Linked DNA regions of Mus musculus: region 2 is linked to region 1. A link is a contact called in public Hi-C data. All regions are on one chromosome and are shown on one strand. Each heading gives the region's core, a stretch centred on a gene start, on an enhancer-like site or on the middle of the called end of the contact. The rest is flanking DNA. Distances are from core to core; before and after follow the strand shown.

What was found. A called contact is a pair of places that touch in the nucleus more often than the background predicts.
Region 2: a contact with region 1 is called in a Hi-C map of pre-megakaryocyte-erythroid progenitors, with 3 times the contacts expected there. The contact joins two enhancer-like sites. A contact is called at or near these places in 2 of 39 promoter capture datasets (both in embryonic stem cells), 2 of 15 datasets of contacts at CTCF or cohesin (embryonic stem cells and pro-B cells), 88 of 484 Hi-C or Micro-C datasets (the 4T1 cell line, the AtT-20 cell line, B cells and 49 more), 5 of 115 datasets of contacts at active chromatin or transcription factors (the HPC-7 cell line, T-cell acute lymphoblastic leukemia, bone marrow-derived macrophages and 2 more) and 2 of 9 other capture datasets (adipose tissue and liver).

Annotation. Positions count from the first base shown.
Region 1 is chr8:12,975,035-12,980,634 of GRCm38.p6, reverse strand. All of the region lies in intron 3 of Mcf2l (mcf.2 transforming sequence-like), which reads right to left. Among named protein-coding and RNA genes, the nearest start is that of Gm38671, 30 kb to the right of the region's middle. Within about 2 kb of position 3,149, at least 24 of the 459 cell types and tissues checked have an H3K27ac peak or open chromatin away from gene starts, as enhancers often do. A contact at or near this core is called in pre-megakaryocyte-erythroid progenitors, where this site is marked.
Region 2 is chr8:13,120,054-13,125,653 of GRCm38.p6, reverse strand. Cul4a (cullin 4A) reads right to left here. Exons shown (of 20, transcript NM_146207.3): 4 at 3,908-3,977; 5 at 2,774-2,847; 6 at 2,025-2,187; 7 at 1,695-1,784; 8 at 781-863. Among named protein-coding and RNA genes, the nearest start is that of Mir7065, 13 kb to the left of the region's middle. Within about 2 kb of position 2,628, at least 6 of the 459 cell types and tissues checked have an H3K27ac peak or open chromatin away from gene starts, as enhancers often do. A contact at or near this core is called in pre-megakaryocyte-erythroid progenitors, where this site is marked.

The sequences.
Region 1 (5,600 bases), core at 1,900-4,399:
GGCTGCCTCCTAGGGTCACACTCACTGAGGAAATCTTGGAATGAAGCAGCCTCACTTTCCTTACCATCACTGGCACCCTCCAGCCTCAGAAAGCCACAGCCCTATCCTGTGTCCTTCGACATGGGCTCAGGCAGTCCCTCCTCCTGTTGCCAACATTTCCCTCCTTCCCTCACATGCCAGGGAGCAGGAGCACTAATGTATAGGATGAGAAGGCTCAGCTGAAGGTGGACCCATCCTCACAGTGTCTCTTGCAAGCCAGGCACTGGATATGGCCTCAGGAGGATGGCGGTGGTCTCCTCGGGCTCCTGAAGGGAGTTGCCCTGGGCCTTGAAAGACAGCTATGGCTGTCTAAAGGTGAAGAACTGGAGGAGGCAGCATATGGGGGCCTCAGATAGAGACCTGCCCCCCACTGTGGTCCTCAGCCCTAAAACATGCAAGGTAGGCTTCCGAGGTGGGCATGCTAGCTAAATTTGAGGGTTACTTTATCAAAAAAAGGCCCAGAAGTCTCACAAAAGCTGTTTCAGGAGTGTGGAATTTGCTGAAACCTTCTTTGAGGCCATTGTTTTGAAGGCCCGAGGTCTGTCAACACCACAGAAAGAGCAGTCATAGAGTGACAGGCACAGAGCCAGGGTCTGTCCTGCAACAGACATAAATGCCCAGCTGGGTCATAATTCCGCAAAGACCTAGCTCAGCAGGATCTTCTCATTGGACCCAGTAGGGGCATCAGGAGGCCCTACTCCATCTCACATTGGTTTGGGGCAGCAGAGGTCAAATACCCCAAGCCCTGTGACATCAGTGAGAAAGGCCCTACAAGAACTCATGCTATGTCCTCTGGGCATGGCGTGGTTGCTTCCCTCTTTAAATCAGAACACCTGTGAGTACTCACAAGCTCAGACCTACTATCCCCTCATAGAAGGAGTGGGTGGGGGGAGTCACTGGACTCCACCTGAGATTCTAGGCACCCCGCTCCTACCCGCCTCCCTGCACATAATCCTGTCTGGCTCTACATGGTTTGGGGTTGCCTTTACTGTGGTGCAGCTGTTCGGGGGTAACCCATGAACATGTAAGAAACCCAGACAATGCATGACTTTGAAAAGACGGACTTGGATGGACCTTTCTTGGCTTGTCATCGACATCATCTGCCCAGGAGAAGTTAGCCCTTATAGTTCTCATCAGTAGGTGCATCATGGGTAACAGTAAACACTCAAGGGCCAGCAGCAAGAGTGAGCGGGTGTTGGGGCTGGGGTACAGCAACCAGCACTAAGAACCCACGACCTGAATCCATGAACACTGGCATCCCAGTGGTTGGTAGAGGGCTGGTCAAGGCGACATGTTCCCCTGTGGTGCCTGGATGAAGGGAACAGGCATGTGAGATCAGCAGAGGGGGTGGGGGCCTGGAGAGAGGCAGCTGGAGTGAGCTGACCAGAGGCCCAGGGGTCTCAGGATAGGTTCACCACAGATGGAACCTCTCTTGCCAGTGGGACATGTCCCCTTGATTGTGTAATGTCTCGTCCTACCCAAGTGTCACTGTCTTAGTGACACTGGTATTTAAAAGCAGGTGTTGGAATACAGTGTACAAGATTTACAAAGGAGTTATAAGGATGGAAGGGGTGGGGGAGGGGGAGTAAGTGAAACCAGGCCAGACAGAGGAGCCATGGGGCTCACAGTAAACCTGACTTGACAATGGTTTGACTAATGGCGCCCTCGTGTGGTCAGTATGAAGCTGCACATTCAGGAGGGCACTGGAGGTGGGTCATTAACTACCCTCTGGGCTCCTCCTACCAGGTGCCCAGGCCTCACAGCTGACTGCCCAGAGAGCATAAAGGGACAGTTTGTGAGGGCCCAGTAAGTGCACAAGGGCAGCGCCAGGACAATAAGGCCATATTCCCGAGGTTACCCATCTTCCCTAGGCTGCCTGGTTGGCTCCTGTGGGTTCAGATTTTGTTTGTTTGTTTGTTTGTTTGTTTGTTTTAGCATTGGCTGAGGATGCCTGGAGTCAGCCAGCAGACTCACAGTTTTATTAGACTTTCCTGAAACACATGGGACCTGGTCCTTCTGGGCAGGAACAGGGATGGGGTCACAGAACAGGGTGGGCTCCTCCCACCTGTGCATAGTATTACTTATGCCTGGCTCTGGGCCGGTGTCCCCAGCCCCAAGGCTCCCTGGGGCACAGGTGCATGCTATGCGCTGGTGGAGGGCAGAGGGACTCAAACACTCAATGATCAAAGTACTCCTGGCTCTGGAGGACAGGGAGACTGATGGAACCCACAGGTCAGCAGCAGCCACTGGGCACAACCAGCCCCTCTCTGAACATTGGAGAAGAATCAGAGCCTCTGATGTCAAAAATGGTGTGAATATACCCAACTCACAGCCATCTTGGCTCAGGAGCCTCTGCCCTCACTTTCCCTGGTCTCTCTGTCAAAAGCTCCTGTGAGCTCTGTCAAATCAATCTGTGCTCAGAAAGAACTCATCACACCTCACAAAGAAATTGTTGCATGTGCACATGCGTGTGTGTGTGTGTGTGTGTGTGTGTGTGTGTAGTGGGGGAGTTGCCACTCACTGTCTCCATTGTGGCTTCAGGGCACTTGTTAGTGTCCTCCCTGAGGGCTGCCCAAGGCTGCCAAGATCTTTCTCCTCAGGCACCCCTTCTACTTTGGATTAACAAGTAGTATTCTGACACACTGGCTCCCTCTCAGCCACTGTCAACTCCCTGAATAGCAGCTAATGGCACTGTGTGACAGGGTGGAGGAAGGGCCTGGGGAAGGCCACCAAGAGCCACTATTTGTGCCTCCCCGAGTTACCGCATGGTACAATGGCACAGACTCTAGCAGGGTGATGGCAGCTCTTCTTCCTCTTGAACAAAAGACCAGGACAGTCACTGCCCTTGCCTCTGAACGCCAGGCATGTGCTGGTTACATGACACGTGTCACAGACTGCAGCTGCCCAGTGTGGCAGCCCCTAGCCATGTGTGAGCAGAAACAACTACTTTGTTTTCTTCCATTTTAACTTTAAGCGGCCACACGTGGTCAGTGACTATCACACTGGATGGCAGTTACAGAGGAAGATAACTAATGAGTGATGGAGAGGAAGTGGCCTCTGGTGGGGTTAGGAGAATGCGACTCAGAAGAACAGGGCGGGACCGCATGTGAAGGTCCCTGCAGAGAGTCTTCAAGAGCAGAAGTCGCAGGGACTCCTGGGAGCTTCAGAGGCTTTCAGCGCTCAAAGCACTGGACTTCACAAATGAAACGCTGCTGTGGGAAGCCGAGGTCTCGAGCAGTCTGTGAGAGCCAGGGACGAGATGGCAGGCTTGTCCACGTGAGTGTCCTCTGCAGTCCTCTTGTCCTGATCCAAAGCTGGCCGTGGGGGCTGAGCTCCCCTTGGAAGCCACACACGGTGACCATCCAGGTAAGCATTGTCACAGACAACAGCAGGGACAGCAGGAGGATGTCCTGGATCATTTTTTATCAACTTGACACGCGCTAGACTCCTCTGGGATCAGGAACTCTCAGTTGAGAAAATGCCTCACTGAGACAGGATCAGGCTGCAGGCAAGCCGATGAGGTACTTTCTTAATTAGTGATTGATGAAGGAGGGTCCAGCCCTCCTTGTGGGTGGTCCCATCCCCAGGGCTGATGGTCCTGGGTCCGATAAGAAAGCAGGCTGAGGAAGCCGCAGGAACAAGCCTGTAAGCAGCACCCCTTCACGGCCTCAGCATCAGCTCCCGCCTCTGGGTTCCTGTTCTGGTTTCCTTCAATGACTGCACAGTGCTGTGAAAGGGTGAGCCAAAGCCCTTTCCTCCCCAAGTTGCTTTTGGTCATGTTCTTTCATGATAGATAGCAAAAGTCACCCCAAGTCAGACAGAGGAGCAGACTCTGGGTACATGAGACTCAAGGAGACTGTCACCAACAGGGACGAAACATGAAGGCATTGATTACTATTAATCAAGTAACTGCCCTTCATGGCAGCAGGGCCCCAACCAAGAAAGCATGGGCCCCCAAGTCCGCCTGCTGACAGGCAGGTACACTTGGCCCATCTACACTGCGGAGAAAGCAGTAAACAAGGCCAATGTGAAGGACACCCCTAAAGCGCGGCTGGGCGAAAGGCGAGCTGAGACTCAGGGTCACACTGCCCACCACACGTGGGATCTTGAGGTTAACCAACCCTCATCTGTGGTTCCCGGTGAGGAGGAAGCAGAGGCAGAGATTGGGCATTTAACACCAGCGTGGCAGTGGCTTAGCACACGCATGGTTGCACACACGCCCTCTCTCCCAGAACACTCACACTCCATGGAAACTTCCATCTGAATGCATGGCACATCTGGCTGCTTTGGGGACTGTGTGAATGGCCAGTCAAATAGGGAGAGTCAAACAGGTATTCTAGAAGACAGCATCTACGCTCTCTGAGTTCTGCCTCTGTATCCCACTTCCAATGGTCCTCACAAGCCACGAGTCATCTCAGTGAGCATGTGCCTCTGCATACGTGTGTGTGTGTGTGTGTGTGTGTGTGTGTGTGTGTGTGTGTGTGTCTGTGTCTGTGTGTCTGTGTGTCTGTGTGTCTGTGTGCGTGCATCTGTCTTGTTCATTTTGCCTGCACATTTCAGTGCTAGTGTGTGGTGTGTGCATCTGTACATGTGTGAGCCATGCAGGCACCTCTTAGGTAGGAGCAGGAGTCCCTGTTAGCCTGTGTGAATGGGAAGAGCTTTGTAAATGCAGAGTCAATGTGCTGCACGGGAGGATGGCCTGGGATCTTATGGCTACTCCCAGTCCTCCAACTGAACAGGGCCTCCAGCTGATTTATTTATGATCTGCTGAGGAGCAAATCTGTCTGCACTTTGCTTTGAATTAATGCTGGACCAGTGTGTATTAGCAACGTAATCTAGGTCATGTGGGGAGGATGTATAGCAAGCAGCTTGGGGGCCTGCTGACAGGGCAAGGGAAGGCTGCCTCTCTGTGGTCAGTGGTCAGCATGCTCAAAAGCACAGGCACCTGGGACCTCCACTAGCCCTTTCCCACCCAGGTCCTGTGTACCCTTGCCACAGGATACTGGCTCCACAGAAGTACCTAAAAACCATGGCTGCAGAACTCCAAGGAGCCAGTGGCAGCTATAGCGGAGAACCCACGCTGTGGCCACCAGAGATGGGTCTTTTTTCTGATCCAACTGTTTTCAGGGATGGGGGGTCTGGTATGAATTTCTCCTTCTCTTCAATATTCATTTATTCTCCCCTGCCCCAGGGGTTTCCTGTGTAAACCGGCAGATCTCAAACTTGTGGTCCTCCTGCCTCAGCCTCCTGAGTGCTGAGTTGGCAGTAGGAACTGCGCCTGGCTCCCTTGAGTGTTCTTAAAACTCACAACTTAACCTGATTTGCTTTGCTTCCTCGTGTGGTAGAATGTGTACATGCATAAACATGTAAATGCAAGCATGTAAACATGGATGTGAATATGTATGTAATGTGTATATGGGATGAGCACACATGCATGAACAGGTGTGTACAAGAATGCATATGTAAAACACGTTGGAAACACACAGGGATGTGCTCGCATGTGAGAGTGTGCATGTGTGGAGCACAGATGTGAACCCACACATAGATGTGAGCACGTATGA
Region 2 (5,600 bases), core at 1,379-3,878, 150 kb before region 1:
CTCTTTACAGGTGGAACCCAGCCTCTCCCAGCACAGGTCTGTACTGGGACCCATGGTGCCCCCTCTGGAAATGGAGAACACAATGCTCTTTTAAAAAAGGTGCTGTCCTGAACTTGCATGCTATGCCTCCTGGGATCTGACCCTTTCTTTCCTCTTGTCCCCAAACCCCAAAGGACGGGAGTTTCACTGTCTCCTCTGTGCCCCACCCCCATGTCTCCATCTCCTCACAGTAGTGCATAACACATCTTGCACAAACACTGCATCGACCTGGAGTCTAGAGGAAAAGACAAATGAAAAGAGAAAACTGTGTACTGTTTCATGAGAATCATGGCCATGAAGACATGGGTGGACAGTGGCTAAAGAGTGCACACTGCTCTTGCACCCCAGCCCCCTAGCTCTCGGGATCTCACACCGCTGGCTCCTCCCTCAGGCACCTGTGCTCACACTCGAATCACCACACCCTGCACAGGAAATGGACTCACAAAACCTTAGAAGAACAAGAGGCTAGAAAGACAAGAGCCTGGTGCTCAGTGAAGTTCTATCAGGCAAACAAAGCACTCAGGCGCTGAGGGAGTCGCTCTCCTTCCTGAGTCCTCTTGAGATAGCTCGTGGTAAGAAATCCAGTGTGTAACTGCTGAGTGCACACATTATAAGCAAAGCTCGGTGTTGGGAGCAGAGTCTCAGAGTACTGGGTGCAGCCAGAAGCATGGCCATAGCCTCAGTGTGAGGCCAGCAGGCCGTGGCTGTGGGGACTGAGGAGTCAGTGCAGGGCTTACTTACTGTGTGCTGTGGTCTAAGTAGGTGATCACTCGGTCTGCTTCCTCTTCTAGACGTTTGCTCACATGGTTAAGGTATTCTGGAACCTTCCAAAAAAAACATTTAACACATCAATGACAAAGACTTCTCACATTATACATAAAATTTCCTCAAAAAATAGAGAAAAAGAGAGAGAGAAGCAAACCCACTCACTCGCTAACAGACTGCCACTGAGAAGCCCCTCTAACCAGGCAGGGCCCAGGCCACTCTCACGGCTTACTACCAAGTGCGGGGGGACAAATACCAGTGGGCCACGATGGGTGAGTTAGTATCAGTACCTGGGGAGACAGCCAAAGCTTACTAGCAACCTGTACACATGGATCACACGGATCTGTCAGCGGTGACATCCTCCCTCCCCTGCAGTCACGGCAACTGCAGACAGCCATCGCTTGTCCTCAGTGCCACCTTAGCTAGCACGGCTGCAGCTAAACTGTGATCTGATGGGTTGGGCCCATCTTGGCAGGGGCAGGTGGCTCCACATAGGACTCATCACTCCCTTGGGACTGGACTCTAGACCTAAGAAGCTGCTCAGAGGGGCTGAGGTGACACTGCTGTTATTATCTAGGCTTCTTCACATACATTCTTCACCAATGCTTTACACAGTGACATGTTTGATTTTTAAGATTAGCTCTTTATCTTCTTGCTTAGACATAGGCTCAGACATTAGACATAGGCTTGCTTAAACATCGCTATTTTAGAAAATACTTAGGGGAGGGGAAATAAAGAAAGAAAGCTTCTAAGGGAAAGAAATTAACTCCTTTGTACAGCAAGCAGTTCTCTCCCAAAGACTCCAGAGACTTTGGCAAATGTATACATACAAAAGGGCAGCAGGCCCAAGGAGTGGGTTACAGCCAAATGCAGTCGGCCGCACAGCTCACCTCCCTGTCCTGCATCAGCCTCTGGCCTTCAGCAGCGTATAGACAGTTAGTCTCTTCCAAGAACTTCAGCTCAAATGAGTCTTTGTACACCTAGGAAACAAGCAGCTCCTGATGAGCTTGAGCACAGAAACCTTCCTTTTCAAGCACTGGTTCTTATCAGGCGCTTCTCTTGCAGCTCCGTGCAGACTGTACCACAGGCCTCCATCACTCTCCTTAAGGACTAGACAATCGGGATGTCCACTCATACTTCTGGGTACTAGTCCCCACTTACAGCTCTGAAGCCTGCCTTTACTTTGGCGCAAGCACAAATGCTCAAGACCAAGGCCTCACCTGGAGATCTGAGAGCATGCTTAGCAAACTCCGAAGCAGACTCCTGTCCACAGCCTCTCCACTTCGTTCACGCCCAATCAGCAGCAGGATCCCATCAATGGTCTTACTCTGCACCATCCTGTCGCTGATGATGTGGTTCCTAAACAGCTCTAGGCCCATGTCCCTGATGGAGAAGCACAACAGGCTTTGGCTTACCTTTGATCCTCTAGAGTTTCACGTGTGCTACACGCACCAGCCCCAAAATGCTGTTTGCCAGTGATACCCAGATCTTTAAGAGTCCTCCTACCAACTGGCTTGTTGGGCCAGTCCAGGATGTTTATGCCTCTACCATAAATGAGGTTAATTCCTAGATAGGCCAAGCTCACTACCCCAAGGAGATAATGAGATATCTTGTGCCACACAGGCACTCAATTATCGAATTGCTATTGTTGGGCCTATCATCTTTGGCCTATGTTTCACCATTCTCCTTCCGTGAGCCTCAACGGTATCAAGATTATGGGAATCACCACTGATTCTGCCCCCTTCTGCATCCCTTCCTCCCCCCACCCCTGCACCCATACTGTCTCCAGCAACCACTGTTGCTGTAACTGTTTCCACAGAAAGCAGATATGAAATGACCACAAATTAACCCTGCTCCCTCAGCCTATATATAGCCCAGGAGTCGTGGGAGTCTATTCCGTGAAGACACCATGCTCTAACAAGAGAACTCTGCAGGTCTGCAGGAGGCCCAGGGGTCAGGGTGGACTTACCAGATAGAAGGCAGCATGGAATTCTGGAGGACGTAGGTTCGATCCAGAAACAGGAAGATGCTTCTGATCATGATCTGAAGAACAGGGAGGAGCAGCACTCACACATCCCTCCCTCACACACACACACACACACCACTGAGAACAGAGACTTCTTAGGCCATCTTACATTAGCTGCCTTCAAAGTGTCAATCATTCCTGATGGAACCCCGCATATACCAAGACCTTCATTTTTACAAACTTAGCTTTTTCTTCTGGTATTTTCCATTCAATGCAACAGCCCAGACTACAAGGGTTTTAAAGCACTCAGCCTCAAGGAAATCTGAAATTTGATTATCACCCAACTGATGACAAAATGAAGCTTGTGCATGTCTGTCTAATCTTTCATTCTTGGTTTTCTGAGATGGGGGTCTCATAGCATTAAACTTTTTATTTTCTTTATTTCTACTTCCTAAATGTGGTGACTGCAGGTGGGTATATAACCTCTATCCCTGGCTTAAGTTTTCCAACAGTTAGATAGCCTGCTGCACTGCCCTGAGGCTCTTGGGCTCCAGGGCAGGCAGTCAACTGTCCTCTCCTTTGCTGCTGAAGCCATGTGTTCACCAGCTGGAACTGCCTCCACTTTTTGGTGAGACCTGCTGACGTTTGAAATACCTTCCCAAGTGGACATTCTTGTTTTTTATATCCATGAGCTCAGAATGCTCATCTTTAGAAAATAAGCGTTCAGTCTACTTGAAGAAGCCACATAGACTATCTTCTCTCATAGGTCATCAACAGCTGGGCCACACTGAAACCCATGTGTCAAGTCAAGGAGCTGGAATTCAGGCCAACGTTTCCATTAGACACTGGAAGCCTCCTCTGAGGACTTGGAGGAGTCTTTGATGAGCACACAGTGACTGCTGACCTGCAGGCAGCACCTCCTCCTAGAAGAGGCTGAGCAGCCCACCTCCCCACTCCATTCTACTGCTTAACGTGGTGAAGGGTCCCTGAGCTCAGGCTTCAAGTTGGTGGAAAGGCGGCTGTGAAGAGCTCACCTTCATTCTGTCTAGAGCAGAGGCTTGTACAAGTGAGCAGGTGTGAGTGAGCTAACTCAGGCAGCACTGACAGAGCGTCAAGGCTGATGAAGGTTACACTTACCATTTGTCTGCAGTGATCTTGCCAGCATGTGTTAATCTTCTTTAGAAATAAAACGCTGTCTAGTGAGTCTGTGCAGACCTGCTAAGGAAGCTTCAAACACAATAGTCCATCCCAGTTTTCCAACTTTCACTCTGACCAATACCCTCCCTGCTAGATGTCCCTCTACAAACAGTGAGAATATGACCACACTATAGTCTCAACACTTCTGTATCCTAAATCCACAGTGGAGACCTAATCCTAAGGCAACAGGGCCAGTGGGTATATACGACACCGCAGAGAGCTGCCTCATCTACCCACAAAGCAGGAAGCTCTTACCAGATGGAGAGAACTAGCACATGGGTCTCGGGACTTCGTCTCCAGGTTGTGAAAAACAAACACCCATGGCTTTTTTTTTTTTTTTTTTTTTTTTTTTTTACAAATATACCAACAGAGACCTGCAGCTCCCAAGCGAGGAGTGTGAATTCTTTGTCTCTGTCCACTGGCCTCACTCCCTATCTGTAGTAAGCTACCTGACACATCCAGCCCCCTGGGATCTGCGCCTTATTGCTTTGACTTCCATTCTCTCCTCTCTGTAGGACTGCTTTCTGTTCCTGCCAGCTTACAGAGATAACCAGGCACAAGTGCTTAATGGGGAGGGGGGGCAGGACTGCACCCCACTGAGGGCCAGGACTGAACATAACTCTACAAAGGACCTTCTACAGCTGGTGACTGATGGGACCAGGATGTCCAACAGTAAAAAAGTGTGTATTGAATGATAACAGCAGGGAGCTGGCAGCTCAAGAGTGATAGAGGCTTCCCCAGTAAAAACTTAAAACGCTAAACACAAGGTTGCATCTATGACCAGACTGTGCACCACCTAGACTCAAAGTGTACTTCTCTGTGTTTGGGATTTTGTGTGTATACTTTTGGGACAGTGTCACTCTGCCCAAGACTGGCCTTAAACCCAGCTTTCCTCCTTCCCAGTGTCCCACGTGTTGGGATTTTAGGTATCAGCCACCACACTGTGCTTGTTTGTTTTTGAGTCAGGATCTTAACATAGAGACTATGAGGAGCCTGAGATCCTTCTGCCTCAGTATCCCCAGAGATGATACTACAAGCATGTGCCAGTGTATGAGGTTTAGTAAAGACTCAAAAAACATTTTTTTAAGCCAGAGTCTCGCCATATACTCTGCTGGCCTGAACCTTGTTATTAGGACATTCTATTGTATGTGTGTGTGTGCGCGCGCGCTCGTGTGTATATACACATATGTACAGTGCCCAAGGAGAGCAGAAAGGGCATCGGATCCCCTGGAACTGGAGTTATGGATGGTTGTGAGCTACCATGTGGGTTATGGGAACCAGATCCCAGTCCTCTGGAAGAGCAGCAAGTGCCCCTGACTGCTGAGCCATTATTTTTTAAATGTTTAGGATTCTTTCAAATGACTTGTTTACTTGTGTGATGCCAGGTGTCCCATCACACATGGAGCTTAAGTCACCTGCCTGATACAGGTCCTGGGACTTGGCCTTGGGTCAAGTGCTCTCACCAACAAGCTTCCACTCCAGCTCCTAACACTTTTCTAAAACTGTAAAGCACAGTTTGAAAACAAAGATGCCAGAATGTGGGTTTTTAGACAAAGGTTTTTTTTTGCCCATTTTCATTTGATCTTCAAGCTTCCTAACACAGAGAACGCAGTCCCTGTAGGTGGAAAGTGCC